2 separate regions of the Canis lupus genome follow, and region 1 is linked to region 2. Evidence: chromatin contacts called from public Hi-C data. All regions are on one chromosome and are shown on one strand. Each heading gives the region's core, a stretch centred on a gene start, on an enhancer-like site or on the middle of the called end of the contact. The rest is flanking DNA. Distances are from core to core; before and after follow the strand shown.

Evidence for each region. Hi-C and Micro-C count contacts between places; a contact is called where the count stands out from the background.
Region 1: a Hi-C map of blood shows a contact between it and region 2, with 2.4 times the contacts expected there. The contact joins the enhancer-like site here to the promoter of STIM1 in region 2. A contact is called at or near these places in 2 of 9 Hi-C or Micro-C datasets (both in blood).

What each region holds. Positions count from the first base shown.
Region 1 is chr21:26,587,067-26,589,766 of UU_Cfam_GSD_1.0, forward strand. All of the region lies in intron 1 of STIM1 (stromal interaction molecule 1), which reads left to right. Among named protein-coding and RNA genes, the nearest start is that of STIM1, 74 kb to the left of the region's middle. Within about 2 kb of position 1,410, at least 5 of the 20 cell types and tissues checked have an H3K27ac peak or open chromatin away from gene starts, as enhancers often do. A contact at or near this core is called in blood, where this site is marked.
Region 2 is chr21:26,513,250-26,515,949 of UU_Cfam_GSD_1.0, forward strand. It overlaps STIM1 (stromal interaction molecule 1), which reads left to right and starts at 1,421. Exons shown (of 13, transcript XM_038568828.1): 1 at 1,421-1,929. The coding sequence starts at 1,791.

The DNA.
Region 1 (2,700 bases), core at 160-2,659, 74 kb after region 2:
CACTGAGCCACCCAGGCGTCCCTGAGCTTCTCTTTTAAGAAGTTATTTTTCTGCTTAGACTAGCCAGAATTGGTTTTGGTTGTTGAACTTACAAACTAAGTTATTCTTGCAGCTAGGAACCCTGGGTGATCCAGAGGCTACAAAAGCCTGATGCAGTCACCTCACAGTAGGGATATCGAGGTCAGGGGAAGGCAACTGGAATGTTGAATTTTGTTGGTTCCCTCTCTCCCTGAGAGTGTTAGAACCACTGTATTCCCAGGGCCTAGAATTGTGCTTGGCATATAGCAGGTGCTCAGTAAACCTTTGTGGAAGGAATGAATGATGAGCTTTTTCTGTCAGTGAATCCAATTGTGTGTTAGCCAATGTGTATCTGTGAGTATCTGTGACTTTACTTTTTCACAGCTGCCATAGCTGATCAACCTCCCTGATAAAGTACACATTTTTTCTTTAGATATGTTAATGCACATGTAATCCTGGTTTGAGGACTATTTTATCTTTTAAACTCACTTGGTTTATCTGCTCTGTGGATTTTTTTTTTAATTTTTATTTTTATTTATGACAGAGAGAGAGAGAGAGGCAGAGACACAGGCAGAGGGAGAAGCAGGCTCCATGCACCGGGAGCCCGACGTGGGATTCGATCCCAGGTCTCCAGGATCGTGCCCTGGGCCAAAGGCAGGCGCTAAACCGCTGCGCCACCCAGGGATCCCTGCTCTGTGGATTTTTTAGTTTAGCCCTGGAATTGTGTGATTGTGATTTGTGTGTGTGTGTGTGTGTGTAGAAGAGTACCTCACAGAGCCCCAAAGTGCTCATAAGACCTTGACTCCCTTCCTGGTATCACAGCTTACTTGTCATTTCAGCTTACTTGTCATTTTGGAAGCTATCACTTTTTTTTTTTTTTTTAAGATTTTATTTATTCATTCATGATAGAGAGAGAGAGAGAGAGAGAGAGAGAGGCAGAGACACAGGAAGAGGGAGAAGCAGGCTCAATGCTGGGAGTCCGATGTGGGACTTGATCCTGGGACTCCAGGATCATGCCCTGGGCTGAAGGCAGGCGCTTAAACCGCTGAGCCACCCAGGCTGCCCAGAAGCTATCACTTCTTGAGTCTTCCTCATGAAGCTTGTTGGTGGAATAAAGAAAAGACCATATACCCATAGACAGTTGCATGCACACACACACAAATACTGAACTATATATGAACCTCAGATTTGCCACTTAATAACTTATGACCATTGGTAAGTTTTATACAGATATCCTGTTTTGCTTTTCCTCTGATGCTGTCTCTAAGATTGGGAAAGACAGGAAATACAGGCCCTTTATTTCCTCTTTTGTTTTAAAGCAGGCAGACTTCTGCTTCAGGTCTGCCCTTTAAGGAACTGTATGGGAATTAGCACCCATGTTTTGATGCTATGAGGTCATTTGCTTATGTTTACGTAACCCCTTCCTGGGTGCTATGAGATGATGACCTTATGAGGCTGGAGGTGCTAGATTTTTGAGAAGTTGGGATGGTTTGTTCCTGGTTCATCCAGTTCTTGCCTCTCTTCTTGGTGGAGTGGCTGAGGCTGGTGGTGTAGGGCAGTACACCTGAGATCCTTCTCTCTTTGGGTTCTCATAAATCAGGGCTGGGATTTTGAGATGAAGTTCTGTGAGCATGCTAATAAAGACATAGGCATCATCTGGCTTAGCCGTCTGAATTTCAGGTGTAAACAGAAGCCTAGAGAGCAGTGACTTGTCTAAGGTGATACAGTCAATTAAGAATAGAATATCTGAAGATATTTCCAAGGGCACATTGATATCCTTGCAAAGGCTAAGCTCCATCAGAGGCCCACTGTAGCATAAAGCTAGCTTTGGGGATGGGGAGGGATTTATTCTGTGGTTTCCTTTCGTACATCTTGTCAATAGTCAACACCTCACCTCTAGTTGCTTTGGTTTGTTCCCACATTTCATTATTTAGAGTGGACCTCCGCCTGCAGTGTTTGGTCTGAAACACACCCTAGTCCTAAATTATATGCTTAGGGCCGTAGGTTACCAAGTTTACAGACAACAGTCTTGTGCCTCTGTGGACACGTGACCAGGCTATGAATAGATCCAAAGTTCTGAGAGAGCCTCAGCTCTACCCCCACCTCCCCGCTCCCAGGAGCCTGCCTGTTGGTGATTTCTTCAGTGCTCAGACAGCTAGACAGAGAATGGAAACAGGGCAATCTGCCCATCCCCTTTTAGGAGGCAGTGCAGGCCTGAGTCTGTATGAGTAGTCTCTGGCCTCTTGGGTCTCTGCTGTATCAGATGGAGTGGAAGTGCTTAGCATTTAGGAGGAAATAATATCCTTCTGCCCTGGGTGGGATTTTTTAATTATTCTTATTTAACAGAGATGACTAAAACTCAGAAAGATTTACTAACTAACCTGCTGTCACACAGCTAATGATTTGCATCCAGGGCTTCTGATTTTGCCCTTTCTAAATGACGCTTCCTTGTTTATGACTTTCTGTAATAAGTATTAGACTAGGATAATTGGAGTGGGCTATCTTGGGGCCGCTTGTGTGATTGAATGATCCCATGTAACTTGGAGGAATAGGGGTGAACCTGAAGGGGCAGGAAGAAGGAAGTCTTGTCAATCTGTGGCAGCAAAGGTTGCTGAGTGGATGGCTGTAGCAGGATGGTACTTGGTCACTACCTATTCTTGCCACCACACTACAAAAAATAAA
Region 2 (2,700 bases), core at 171-2,670:
TGTTGAAGGAGGCCTAGGCGCGGCTCTCTCTTCATTGGGGCACTCATTCTAAGTCGCTAACACCTCCTCCAAGCGACAGTGAGAGCTGGGAGAGAGGCCGAGAGGAACCAGCCAAGGCCCTACCCACAAAAACCTCAAAGGGGAGGGGATTTGAGGGGCAGGTAGGAAAATGAGCTGTGACAGTTAAAGGGAGGGCATCCGACTTCCCTTGAATGAGGCGGAGGGGGCGGTCAGGAAGGCAGATGGAGTCCTTTAGCCGACTTCAGTGGTGTGTGGGGCAATTTTAACTATAGTGTTTTGGACGTTTCATTTTGTTTTCTGGCATCATTTCCTCCCTAAACACTTGCAGTCCCTAAAGGGTTGCCTCGGGGCGGATCCTAGCTTCACTCCCCAACCCCTCTGCAAAGGGGCAGGGCCTCCCAGGAGCGCGAGTCCCGCCTGCAGCACCCAGATTTGCCCGCCAGGGGCCGCTGCGCACGGGTGCCTAAGCGCGCAGGTTCCGAAACTGCAGCGAGGAGGAAGCTGATTGGCTGCGCGGCGCGGCGGGAGGGCGGAGCCTGAGAGCCGGCCGGGAGTGGGGGGCTGGGAGCGCGCCCCCGGCCCAGCCCGGCCCAGCCCGGCCCAGCCCGGCCCAGCCCGGCCCAGCCCGGCCCAGCCCGGCCCAGCCCGGCCCAGCCCGGCCCAGCCCGGCCCGGCGGCGGTGGCTTCCCGCAGCCCGGGGCTGCGGTCGTTGTGCCGGGGGCCTGTGCCCAAGCCGGCCCTAGAGCTGAGGCGAGTGGAGCCGCGCCGAGGCCCGGAGGTCCGGGCGGGGCAGTTCCTGCCGCCGTCGCCGCAGGCCTGGGTTACCTGAGCAACTGCGTGTCCGGGGCCCGCCCACCGGCGGGCGGGGAGAGCGGGAGAGGCTCCCGTGGGCGGAGGGGCGGCCGAGCCCCGACCCTTGGCGCGGAGCGGGGTCCTGTCGGAGACCCGTGCGGGCCAGGGCCGGGGGCGTGCGGCGGCCGCCTCCAACAGGTTATTCCGGGAGGAGCCGGGCGCTGGGGCTGGCCGGGCTTCGCCGGGGGCCGGGCGGCGCGGGGCGGGCCTGCAGGAGAGCACGCCCCCGCCCGCCCCGGGCCCGCCCCGCGCCGCCCCGCGCCGCCCCCCGCCCCCCGCCGCCCGCCTGCCGCGGAGCCGCTGTCCCGGGCCTGGCCAGTGCGCGTCCGCCTGCTGAACCTGGGCACCGCCGAGCGCCTGGGCACGGGGCCGGGCGGGGGCGCTGACCTCGGCCTAGGAGGCCTGGGATCCCGGAGCCGCCCGCGCCCGCGCCCGCGGGGACCTGCGAGTCGCACGCGCTCCCCGAGCCTGTGCTGCCGGCGGCTCCTCGGCGGGGCGAGGCCAGGTGCCCCCCTCTTCCCCTCTCTGCCCTCCCTCCCCCGCCCCGGTACCCGGGAGATCCCGCCCGCCCGCTCCTCCCGCAGAGGTGTAGCCCGCTGCGGAGCTGACAGCGGCCCGCGGCCGCCGTGTCCAAACTCTCCGGAAGCGGCTGGAGCAGACTCGGCGCTCAGGCCGCCGCAGCTCCCGCGGACCCGCTGTTGGACCCGAGGCTCCCGCCCTCCTCCCGCGCCCAAACTTGGAGCGCTTGACCTTTGGCTGTCGGAGGAGGCAGGCCGGCGGGTGGCTGGACAGCTGCGGCGCCTCGAGGGCATCTTGCCTGGGGTTCCAGGACTGTCGGCTACACTTCTGGGCTCCCGGGTTTGCCCTGGGATCCCGAGGTGTCCACATCAGGCGCATGTTGACTGAGACCTGGAGTCATGGATGTGTGCGCCCGTGTTGCCCTGTGGCTCCTCTGGGGGCTCCTCCTGCATCACGGCCAGAGCTTCAGCCATAGCCACAGCGAGAAGGCGACAGGAGCTGGCTCAGGGGCTACTTCTGAGGAGTCCACTGCAGCGGGTAAGGCCTTGCCACGGGCTGGGCTGGGCTGGGCTGGGCTGGGCTGGGAGAGTTGACCTCGGAACCTAGGTGCCTGGGTGGGCACTACGTGTGCGGTCGATGGAGGACCCGCACATGGCGCTGCCTGCCCTCCGGAGTCCAAGGAGTTCTTTCTGTTCAGGAGTCATGGCTGATGTCTCTGGCCCTCTCCAACAACTTTCCTCCTCTCTCCCCAGGATGTCTTTTGCTAGCAGTGAGAAGGGGTTGGCTTTTGGGGGCACCTTGGCCTTTCAGATCAGCGAGTGGGGACCCCTTCTCAGGACTACCTGTCTGGAAGAATGGCCTAGGCAGATGATAAGTCTATTGCTCTTTGGCGGGTTTCAGCACTTGGCGGCACAGGGGAGGTTGAGGCCACTTGGGTTGGGCAGGGAAAGTCAGGGCTGGGCCAACTCTTGTCCTATGGCTTGGTGTTGAGGTGTGCCTTTCTGTTCCAACAGGCGTGGGAAACTTAGTCCGTCCCTTCCCTTAGGTAATCTGCTGTCTTTTAGCTATCCCCTTTGAAATATCGAGGCAGTTCTTTAGATCGAATACTATCTATCACCAGGGAGTTAAATGGCTTTTTTCGAATCATGGGGATGGTGTAATTTCTGGGACCACTTGTTGATTTATTCCATTTCTTCTGACTGATGAGGGTAGGAATTCTATGATATTTTTTGATCTGTCCTGTTTTTCCTTATGCACTCCTGGAGCCTTGTGAGATATCAGGAGCTCTGGAGTTCTGTTGCAGAATGC